Linked DNA regions of Mus musculus: region 1 is linked to region 2. Evidence: chromatin contacts called from public HiChIP or PLAC-seq data. All regions are on one chromosome and are shown on one strand. Each heading gives the region's core, a stretch centred on a gene start, on an enhancer-like site or on the middle of the called end of the contact. The rest is flanking DNA. Distances are from core to core; before and after follow the strand shown. Region 1 overlaps Hipk1 (homeodomain interacting protein kinase 1). Region 2 has its middle 56 kb from the start of Olfml3.

Region 1 (5,979 bases), core at 592-3,091, 76 kb after region 2:
AAAGACATTTCCAACACACATTTCCCAAGTTCTAGGGGAAAAGAAAGAACTGAACAGACTGGATTACGAAACAATATGAAAAATAAGGAAACATGGAAATATGAAAATTAATCTTATTGGAAGATGGAGTTTGAAAACTAAGAATCACAGGCTTCAGCAGATGGCTCCGTGCCTTCCCTACAAGGGCTTCCTTTTGTAGAATTTTTCAGTTCAAAAAACAATAATCTGTATGTATGACTGACATTTTTAGTTTCTATATTCTTAACTATATCCTATAATAAAGTCACACTAAAGTCAACACATAACAATTCTGATTATAACAATTTAAAGATGTATATATTCTATAAACTGACATGTATATGCTTATACAAATATTTTCCTTCAATGGAAACAAACACATTATACAGCAACTCGGTCAAGAAAATCAATGAAAAGGGAAAAAAATCTATATGGCAGCTCCCAATTTCAGTCATCTACATCAGAGTTTAAACTTGTCAAAGATCAGAACTGAACAACTAGATCTTCTAGAGCAGGTAAGTCCAATGTCTAATTCCACAGAGGGAAGAGTTTCTGTACTTACTCTGAAAAGCAGGTGGGCATACTATAAATGTTTGCTGGAATGGATCTGTCTGAGTGCAGATCTGGGTGGTTCCAGGTTGTAAGGAAACACCCTGCTGGGCAACTCCAGGAACTGGCGCTGCCGACGATGGGTACAAAGCCGATTGGTAGTTTAGCAGCGAGACATCTGAATTAGCCAGAGAAAGGGTAGCTGCTGCTGCAGTAGAGCTGGAAGCTAGAACACTGGCCTGAAACAGCAAGATCACACAGAGACGGTATTAGAAGATGGACGTACACAATATGCACATCTTCTTCATTGTTTTGTTTTTCCATACAGGGTTTGTCTGTGCACCCAAGGCTGATCTAGAACTCACTTTGTAGACAACGCTGGCCTTGAACTCACAGAGATCCCCCTGTCTTTTCCTTTCCAAGTGCTGGGACTAAAGGCATGTGCCATTACTCACACACCCTGCCCTCCTAGCTCTCAAATTTTTTTTTTAAAGAAAAACTTTTGAGGCTGACTCTCATGTAGTCCAGGCTGGCACCAAACTCCTTATCTATCCAAGAGTGACATTTGAACTTTTGATCCTCCCGTCTCATCATCTGGATATGGGACTTAAGGTGTACCACCATACTTGCTTTTGCAATGCAGAGGATATAATGTTGGGCCATGCATGCTAGCAAGCACTGTCATCTGAGCTATATCCCTAGTCTTAAAAAATAAAAACTAAAAACAAAAGGTTTGTTTACTTTGTTTTGTTTTTTAAAACAAGGTCTTCCTATGTAGTTCTAGAAGGCCTAGAATTCATTATGTTAGACAGGCTGGCTGAGACCTCAGAGACATGTCTACTTCTCTCTGCCTGAATAAGGTGTACAGCACTACATCCAGCTTTATAGCCTTTTATCTTTTTAAAGCATTTATTTGTTTATTGCACCATGTGCAAATGATGTCAAAGGACGACTTGAGGGAGGGTCAGAGCTCGCTTCTTACCATATGGGTTCTGGGAGTAACAGTCAGGGTGTGAGGCGTGGCAGCAAGCACCCTTCCTCATGATGGGGCCATCTTGTCAGCCCAGAACAAAACTTTAAAATGTAATACTAGTTATCTTTGAAATAACTCTCTAAGTTTTCCAGGGCTAGGGATACACAGCTCAGGAATACGGTAATACAGTGTTTGCCTAGATTCCATCTCCAGAACCAGAAATAAGCAAGCAGAGAGTGGTACTATGAAGGGAAGGTGAGTCAGCACATGAGGAGTGACACATGGTTACGCTGGTGCTGTCTGGGAAGTGATGACACAAAGCTCAGCTATGTCAGCAGCATGCTTCATAGGAGAGTCCACTGAAACTCATAAGCACTTACAGGTTTTTAAAAAGTACACCAAACTAAAAAACTGAGCTTACATTTTTAGAGAGACTTTTCTTATTAGCAAGCAAATATAATGCCACCTTTTTTAAAAGGTTTATTTATTTTATGTATATGAGTACATATAAAATCCTATTGCAAAAGAGTAAATTACTTGATCAAGCTTAGTAATCTAGCAGCAACAAGTAATTCAATATTCAGAGCCCATGTACACTAAGTCTTATAAGGACATGTATTTAAATACTGTCCGAATATGGCTGGCAGGTACATCTATTTGGTCGTTTATTATGTTTGCCAATTCTTTTCTTCATAACAGAGAAGACTGAGCCCGAAACTGGCCTGCATTATTATCACACATGCATGATACCTGTGAGTGTGGGCATGCGTGTTCTACAGTCTGAGGACAACTTTTGGAAATTAAGTTTTCTACCATGACTTTTCATGATCAAACTGAGGCCCCCAGGCTTGCACGGCAAGGACTTTTACCTGATGAGCCATCTTGCCCAGGCCCTCACACAGAAAATGCTAAAGAAGCAACAGAAATAGCAGCATAGGACTGGTCTCTCTTACTGCCTCTGCCCCACCTAGGCTCGAGTTCCCACAGTCCCTCACTGTACCTGATTGTGCACTGTGTTGAGCTGGTTGCTGAAGCTCATGGTTAGATTTGTGCTTGTATTTGGAGCGACATGTGTAGTGAAGGGACTCTTGATCTGACTCACTGTGTCATACATGTGAACCCTCCGCTTGCAGATCTCCATGTTCTGGAAACAGGACTTAACGCTGAAAAAGATTAGAAATACACTAAATGAATGCTGGAGTTAAAACAAAAAATTCAAAACAGACATGGAACAAAGTATTTGTTTCCAAATATTTTCAGAAAGAAGAACCAAGGGTTGTTCTAACAAGAAGAAAAATCGACACCTCTCTCTAAGCCCACAGCTTTTAGAAAGAAAAGCACCAGTGAGTCAATTTACCAGCAACAAAATGACTGCTGACCTGGCAGCGCCCTGGAAATAAGATGGCAACTCCACCGAGGCACAGCGGCACAGCCCGACCCCCATACTCACTGGCTGCTGTGTGGACACAGCGGCACACCCGACCCCATACTCACTGGCTGCTGTGTGGACACAGCGGCACAACCCGACCCCATACTCACTGGCTGCTGTGTGGACACAGTGGCACACCCGACTACCCCATACTCACTGGCTGCTGTGTGGACACAGCGGCACAGCCGACCCCATACTCACTGGCTGCTGTGTGGACACAGCGGCACAACCCGACCCCATACTCACTGGCTGCTGTGTGGACACAGTGGCACACCCGACTACCCCATACTCACTGGCTGCTGTGTGGACACAGCGGCACAGCCGACCCCATACTCACTGGCTGCTGTGTGGACACAGCGGCACACCCGACTACCCCATACTCACTGGCTGCTGTGTGGACACAGCGGCACACCTGACCCCATACTCACTGGCTGCTGTGTGGACACAGCGGCACAGCCGACCCCATACTCACTGGCTGCTGTGTGGACACAGCGGCACAGCCCGACCCCATACTCACTGGCTGCTGTGCGGACACAGCGGCACAGCCCGACCCCCATACTCACTGGCTGCTGTGAGGAAAGTCCAGGAGGTGACTCATCGTCACAAATTGGTGGTTAAGAGTCTTCAGAGGCGTGATTCTCTTATCTGCATCAATCGTCAGCATTTTCTTTAGAAGATCAATATACTCTCTCCGATCTGCTTTCTCTGCTAACATATCTGTCCCCTCTAAGTCTGTAGACATATTTACCTTTGCAAGCAAAGAAAATTAGAAATGTTGTATTTCCTGACTTAAATAGTACATTAAGAGCTTACTGTGTCTGCTTTTTCTCTCCAAACAAGAGAAAGCAGATATTTAATAGAAGCATTTTAGAAAAGAGAAAACTGGGGAAATTAAGTTTAATTACAGAATAATAATTCCACAGAAGGAAACTCTCTGCCTATGTGGTATAATAGAGCTAAATTGACTCTTGGCATTAACATTTTGAAAGTTGTTCAGCAAAAAGATGTTTTTCATTATTGAAATAAACAAGTTTCTATCATTGAAAAAATGAAATGGCATAGTACAAAGCAGTTAAATTTGGAATGCAGTAAGCATTCTTATGTGGACTGTGGGAGTCACACTCAGGATGTGGGGCGTGGTAGCAAGCCCCCTTCCTCATGATGGAGCCATCTTGTCAGCCCAGAACAAAACTTTCAAGTGTAATGCTAGCTCTCTTCATTAGCTAACACAATAGGCAGTAAATGTGAGCTCTTAGACAATTACTTATGAGGTAGAGACAGACAAGAGAGAAACCTTTACAAATATTCCTCCAAAATAAGATCAGTAAGCAAAAGCAAAGGCGAACAGACGCAGGCTGCCTGCTGTTTACAAGGCCGGGGTAAAGGGTTTCAGGTTTTAGAGCCTGGAGATTTTAGAATATTTATAGCCAAGCTTGGGGGCTTTAATCCCAGTACTCAAAGGCAGAGGCAGGTGGATCTCCATGAGTTTGAGGTCAGCCTGGTGAGTTCCAAGACAGCCAGGGCTACACAGAGAAACCCTGTCTTGAAACAAAATAAAGCAAAACAAAACAAAAACAACAATAAAAACTAATTCAGAATATCTGCACAGTCTTCATCAGTTTAACAACCTTAACCCAAAAACCCCAACTCGGAAACCTTCAAAATCTGAACGGTTTTTTAGTACCTCTTGGTGCTTAAAAAGCTACAAATTTGAGTTTCATGATGTTTGGGTTAAAGAAAATTCAAATCAAGCATCTTCAAAGTATCCCGTGGAGATTAGGTCTAACAGTACGCACTGTAATGCTAAATTCTATTCCCAAGAGTCTGGGCCTACAAGCTTTGGTTGTGTAAACCTTGTTCCTTGTTAAATAAAAGTGACTACAGCCAATAACTGGAGTGATTAGAGGTAGGTGGGTTTAGGCTGGAGGAGGAGAGAGGAGGCATGAGGGAGGAGGAGGAAGCCAAGGTGAGGGGAGAGGACCCATGAGCACATGGCCAGGAGAAACAGCAAGTATCTGGGGTACACCGCTGGGGAGGTAGCCAAGCCAGCAGTTAGCAGAGCAGATTAGAGGTGACCCCCAGTAACTGTCAGAGCCAAATAAAACAACCATGGTATGAGCCTCATTTATGTGTCAGCTAGTCAGGGATAAACTTAGATTGTTAGGACCACAGTATCCACTATTAGGATTCAGGTGTTCTTTTGAGACAGGCTAACTCCATGAAAGGTTTCAAATTGGCTGTCTAAGAAAAACCCCAGGCAGGCTTCAGAAAGCTAGTCAGGAACTAGAAAGTGCCCAGCCACCTAACCTGAAGCAAGGACAATGGGTCAGGGATTTCCAGATCCCCTGTAACAGGTTCCAGCCCCCAGGCCTTGGTAATGGAATGTCCTCCAAGATGGAGTAAGATAAAGGCCACCTACCCCAGACTTCCTCAGGAACAATTTCCAACCCCCATGCCAGGTAATGGGATGCCCTTAGAGATGGAGTAAGCTAGAGGTCACCAGGAACCCCTAATGTGCTTTAAATCTAGCCTGAGAGCTCATTTTGGACTGAGGGACCCCTGGTCTTCTGCTCTTCCATACTGTTTGAGTCTGAAGTATCACAACAGACCCTTACACTTTTATTTAACACATGGCAAAGTATTAGCACATATAATTATTAAAAATGTCTCTAAAGAGGCATGTCACACTCACCTGAGCCATGTCATCTAAACAGTTAAAAATGTCTCTAAAGAAGCATGTCACACTCACCTGAGCCATGTCATCTAAACAGTTAAAAATGTACTTCCGAGCTTCTTTTGACTTTATTCCAGTTTCCAATTCATGTTCTTCAGGTGTCTATAAAACATGAATTTTTTTACAACTTTACATTATTTTTACATTTTTAATTTAATCTGAAGCCAGAATACTGAGATTGTATTGTACAGTGTCAACTACAGAAGGCAAAGATAGCACCCTGAAAATTTTGCAGTGGAGAAGTGTGGCCATCCTTTCAGCAATTCTAAAGGGGGG
Region 2 (5,841 bases), core at 3,277-5,776:
AAGAGTTATTAACTCCACAGACAGACAGACAGACAGACAGCAGCATGGTGGGACACCTTAGGAGAGTTCAGGCCCCTGTGACAGAGTAGAGGTCCCCTTCTTTTTTAAAAAAATAATTTATTTTTATTTTATGCACATTGCTGCTTTTGCCTGCACGTATATGTGTGTGAGGTTGCCAGATCTTGGAGTTACAGACAGTTATAAGCTGCCATGTGGGTGCTAGAAATTGAACTAGGGTCCTCTGGAAGAGTAGTCAGTTCTCTTAACCGCTGAGCCATCTCTCCAGCCCCAGGGGTCCCCTTCTTACAGGCTTGGGGGAAAGGAGGGTAAAAAGGAGATTAAAAAGTTTCCTTTTTTTGGCCTGCTGATGGTCATTGCTAGAGGTAACCATGGAATGGTGAGTTTAAGAACGGCAAGTGATGGATAAACACCTTTCCTGGCAGGCTGTTACTAGGGGTTGATAGGGTGGGCAAGGCAGAAGCCAGCTGCTTAGTTCTAGGAATCAAACTACTTCTGTTTCTGGAATTGTCATAGTTCGACAAAAATGGAAGAGCGTTACTAAATGGTGTGGCCCTGGCTGACGACGGTAGCTAAAGCAGCACAAACATCTGCCACCAAGGTCTGGGTTTTGTGTCTCTGCCTCCTTTATTTTGGCAGAAAATACAGAGGTAAGTCATTACCCTTAACCTTTCCTCTTGAGCCACACCTTGTATTCCCAGAACAGGTCGGCCCAAATGGGGGTGATTTTCCATGCTGAGGGGGCGGTGCCCTGGAGCAGAAGGATGAAGCTCACGAGAACCAGGTTGCTCCCATCAAGCAATGTTGGTCGTAACAACTTCAGGACCAGCTCACACAATCAGAACAGAGGCAGGATCCATCAGACCACATCTTAACCAGGGTTGTCTATTAATGTGGACCTTTCAGTTCCTACCCTAAATTTTTCTCTACTGAAGCCTAAAGTTTGTGTCACTAGGCCCCATCACCTGCTCCACCTCCCAATGTGCCACACTGACTCAATCTCTTCACCCCGCTTTGCACTATTAGTCATCTCTTTAATAAGCTTATATGAGGATGGGAGGCCCAGTCAGCATTTTGAGGATGTTGGAGCTTAGGCTTTTTCCATAAACTCCAGTTACAAAACTGCCACAGTCCTCTTCAGGCGTCAGATGTTATCATCACAGCACTGTTAGCGTCAGCCTTCATGGAGGTTAAGCTTCATAATACATTCCGGAAAATGTATCTGTCAGTCATGAGAATGTTAAGTCAGAATCAAGAGTTAAAGTAGTTGACTATAAGAGGTCCTAAGATAGTCCAAGATAATTTTGACTTGGACCTATAGCATCCCTTGTCTGCACAGCCACAATGTCTCCAAGGTCAAGTCCAATGTCATGTAGTCTGCCAGATTCTTAATATAGATACATTGTCTTCAGAGAACTTCAACTACCATGCTCTGTTCCCTAGGACCACATGATTCGACATGTGTATGGTTGGAAGCCTGAGATAAGGGGATCCCCCACTGACAAGAGGAATGACCTTGAGCAAGTCACAGAACTCCCCCCTCATGAGATAAGGATCTCACTTCATAACCCAGATTGGTCTTAAACATGTGCTCTCCCTGATACAACCTCCCAAGTGCTAGGATTATGAGAATTTGCCACCACCTCTCAGTACTCAGAGAACATTTTAATCCTTTGGTGCCTCCTTAGTATTATTGTGAGGGTTAAATAAAACCATCAGCGTAAAGGAACTTAGAATAGAGTAGGTCCTCAAATGACGGCTACTATCCTTGCATATAAAGGAACACAAGGACCAGGTGAGCATCCCTCATTCTCCAACCCTCCTCTTGGTCTCACTTAGCCCTCTCTACAGCTTCCTTAAAAGCCTTTCTTCTGTTGGGGTATTAGGTACTTTCCTAGTGTCATGATAGAACACCATGGCCAAAGCAACGTATAAAAGAAAGCATTGAACTGAGCTTGCTGTTTTAGAGAGTTAGAGTCCATTTGCTCTGCCACCTTGAGTGTGGCACATGGCAGCAGGATCAGTTGAGAGCTCACATCTTGATCCACAACCACAAGGTAGAGAGAGCTCCCTGGGAATGGTGTGGGCTCTTGAAACCTCGAAACCTGCCCCTAGTGGCATACCTCCTCCAACAAGGCCACATCCCCTTAACCCTTTCCAAATGGTTCCATAAACTGGGGACCAAGTGTTCAACCATATGAACCTATGGGGGCATTCCTCATTCAAACCACCACAATTGGGCTGTTCTTCCCCTCCCATTAGTTACTCTTCTCACCACTGTGACCATGAAACCACACGAGAAGCAACTTAAGTTGGGAAGGGTTCATTGTGGCTTTTAGGGATCCAGTCTATCGTGGTGGGGATAGCATGGCTGTCGATTGGTCACATTCCATCCACAGTCAGGTAGCAGAGAAAGATGAATGCTAGTTCTCAGTTCACTTTCTCTGTTTTACTCACTCCGAGACCCCAGCCAATGGGATGATCCTTCTCATATTCAAGGTGTGTCTTCTCTCTTCCATTGAACCTTTCTGGAAACATTCTCATGGTCACACCCAGAGGCATGTTGCCATGGTGATCCTAAAGCCCATCATGTTGACAATGGAGATCACTCATCTTGGGAGGGAGCAAGACTCACCCATTTTCTTCTTGGTCCTGCTACTCATTGAACTTATGAGCAGGAGGTCTTCTTAGCACTCAGTTCTCAGCTGAGAACAACTCCTGTGTGTTGAGGGAGGAGGCACAGGAATTGTTTCCACTGTATTTCTGGGTTTCCCTACAACAAATGCTACAGTCTGCTTTTCCCTGGATGACCTGAAAGTAAACACTGTTGGCTACAAAAACAACCAAATTCCTTCCAGAGCCTAGGATAGATAAGGAATGCACAGCATTCCCGTTAACACAGCCTTGATCCTACTTTGGGAAATTATCCCCATCTTATGCTACAGGGACATTTGCATCGTGATCAGCTTAGTTTTTAGTGCCACGTATCACCCTGTTAGCCCAAAAAGGCTTCCACCTGAAGCAGAAGGCTAATGATGCCGCTCCCTTGGCACAGTCTCCCTCTCCACAAGTTCTCCTTCACTAATAGTTGTTTTTCTTGCTGCACATCCCAACATGCGCGTCCATCTTCCTACTGTGAAGCTCAGCCCCTTGTGGGAACTCCCACTCAGCCTTGTTTTCCAGCCTGTGAGGCACTGTTTGGTCTCAACTCACTGCACAAATGACTAACACTTCCTAAACTCAGAGATGAATCAGCCAGGTTACCAGCTCCTGCCATCCTTCACACAGGCCCGCTGACCTCCTCCAGTGTCAAATGCAGTGCAGCGCAGCCCAGCTCAGCCTGGCCCTGGTTTCCTGGAAATGCAAATGCATCTTGTCCCTGTCTGCCCACCCAGAATGTACTCAAGCCCACATTTCCAGACCAGGGCATCCCAGGTTTGGGTTTTTCCCTTCTTATTTTGCTTTTACTCTTTTGCTGTACAGCACTAATGAAGCCATCTTCTGCAATGTTCAATCCCCATGTCTGACTATAACAAGATCTGCCCACAACTGAGCAATACAACACACCCCCACATCCCATAGAGAACCTTTGCAATCTATTATATTGTGACACCACAGTTCTCTAAAAAAAATTTTTTTAAACACACAATAACAACAAATAAAATTCCTTCCAGGGAAAGAGAAAGCTCACTCCCACTTCACAGACACCCCCTTCTCCCCCCCCCCCCCCCGTGAGAATTAATCTACCTAAATCTCAAAGCCTCAAAGTTCTGGGCCTAGCCAATAGCCAAGCGCCTGTAATGGGCTCCCCAGCTCACCCCACCTCACCATCCGCCCCAATTTCTTCAATCTGCTCAGCAACCAGAGCCATTAAATCTAGAAAACTAATTTGCAAGGAAAACAATGAAAAGGGCAATAGTTTCTCGGTCGGATTCTAATGTAAAGTCCCACCAGGACTGGAGCGTTGTAAAGCCCGGGGAGGGGTGCCTGGAGAGAACCAACGATTAACACTCAAAGCCCCAGCGCTTCGGAAGCTGACCCGATGCAAAATGGAAATCTGCCCTATCCCACGGGGGCCAGCACTCAGGTTCACATTATTTATCCTGCAAACCGAGTTGCTAATAGCAAGCAATCACCGGCTTGCTCCCCCGCAGATCAGGGGGAGCCTGCAGAGTTTGCAGAGCCATCCCAGGACACCTGTCTGGGTTACTTAGGAGCGGTGCTGTTCGGGAAAGGGAAAGGCAGGGAATAAAGCTGGAGAGTGGGAGGAGAGGACGAGCCAGAAAGGCCAGGAGGGGCTGAGCCGCAGGGAACGCAGCTGGTGGTCTTTGCCCAGCCCCTATAGACAGCTGACCTTGGTGTGTGTCGGGGTGGGGGTGGGGGTCGACTCTGCCATGGTCTGTTCCCCAGGGATGGGGGTGGCACTCGGAGATTGGTAGATTCACCTTGAGTCATCCAATGAGTCACTAGCAGAGGGCAGAAATAGATCTTATGAGCCACTGTTCTTGTCACAGCATCTTGTTTCTGCAACCAAGACTCCTAGGAGGGGAGGGATCAGAGTGCTGCACACAGCCAGGCTGGTTCATTTGATGAGAGGACTTCTTCCCAAGTCTGCTCCCATTCCCAAGGGAAGTGATTAAGAGCCAAGAACCAAATCAAATTCTCTGGCCAAGTCAGGCACTCTCTTCACATCAAGTACACCTGTTAGCCATCCCTACCGAGCAACGTCAAGTCCAGCTGGGATCCTCAGCTCTCGTGGGAAGCACACGCATCCGGGAAAGTTTTCTCTTTCCTCTTAACTTGTAGTCTTTTAGGGCTTAGGACAGAAATACAGCTGTCTACCTGACATCCCATACCTTCAGCCCAATGTCTTCAGAAAGCAGATGTAATCTTGTTAGGTACCCATTCATGGCTTTGTACTGTTTGGAAACTTAGCCTTTATTATTATTCAAGTACAGTTGGCTTTGGAAAAAATAGTTTGTTCTCAGTTTTCAAGAAAAAAGCAATCTGCCACACTATCCAGAGCCACATGGGGACACCTATGGGCATTCAGGAATAGGTAGGAACAGAGGGGAGTCCCCCTAAAGTCCTCTGCAGTATGGACCCATTGAGTAACCAGGTGTAGAATTAACTACATTTCAGCTTAAGCTGGAGCCTAGACACTGTTCCCAGTTGCCTCCTGGCTGACCGTGAGGAGATTAGAGCAGGTGGAGGGAGGTCCAAGGTGTGAAAGCCTGATTTTTAAAAAAGTATTTTGGAACATGGACTCTGCATTGGCTGATTTGTGCACAAACAGACCTGAGCAAGCAGTTTACGGTGTCTGATAACTGAGTGGTCATAGAAGGAAAGGTTTCCAAGAGACAGCAAAGCCCCCTGGGGACAAGGCATTTGTCAAAAGAACATCACAGGTGCTGCAATTACCTTTGTAGATGCTGCAACCATTTTATGACCCTAAGAGAAACCAGTTCTGGAGAAACTAACACCAGCACAGTCCCTAGGCCCAGCCTCTGATGTTCTCACACCATGAGCTAGCAATTGCCTTCCTGCTTCAGCTGCTTCTAGTCCATCAGTATTCTATACTAAAAATACCCTAAGACCATCTTTTCAGCTTACTCTAAGATCTGCCTGTGTTCTTGTTGCACTAGATTTGTTTATGTTGTTGAACTAAAATTGCTCTTTAGAGAATGAGTTTGATGTTTAAATTTACTTCACCCCACCCCAGCCACACCCCCATCCTCACCTCACCTCATCCCACCCCACACTCACACCCTCCACCCCAACCCCCTCCCCACCCTCCCCTCTCCCACCCCACCTGGGGATTAC

What was found. HiChIP or PLAC-seq counts read pairs in DNA pulled down with a chosen protein or histone mark.
Region 1: a CTCF HiChIP or PLAC-seq map of the NIH/3T3 cell line shows a contact between it and region 2, with 11 read pairs. The contact joins two enhancer-like sites. A contact is called at or near these places in 1 of 15 datasets of contacts at CTCF or cohesin (the NIH/3T3 cell line), 3 of 484 Hi-C or Micro-C datasets (the MC3T3-E1 cell line, the N1E-115 cell line and embryonic fibroblasts), 1 of 115 datasets of contacts at active chromatin or transcription factors (embryonic stem cells) and 1 of 9 other capture datasets (adipose tissue).

The regions. Positions count from the first base shown.
Region 1 is chr3:103,757,955-103,763,933 of GRCm38.p6, forward strand. Hipk1 (homeodomain interacting protein kinase 1) reads right to left here. Exons shown (of 16, transcript NM_010432.2): 5 at 5,719-5,805; 6 at 3,533-3,717; 7 at 2,541-2,703; 8 at 581-806. Among named protein-coding and RNA genes, the nearest start is that of Gm15886, 11 kb to the right of the region's middle. Within about 2 kb of position 1,842, at least 54 of the 459 cell types and tissues checked have an H3K27ac peak or open chromatin away from gene starts, as enhancers often do. A contact at or near this core is called in the NIH/3T3 cell line and embryonic fibroblasts, where this site is marked.
Region 2 is chr3:103,679,400-103,685,240 of GRCm38.p6, forward strand. No RefSeq gene overlaps it. Among named protein-coding and RNA genes, the nearest start is that of Olfml3, 56 kb to the right of the region's middle. Within about 2 kb of position 4,527, at least 88 of the 459 cell types and tissues checked have an H3K27ac peak or open chromatin away from gene starts, as enhancers often do. A contact at or near this core is called in the NIH/3T3 cell line and embryonic fibroblasts, where this site is marked.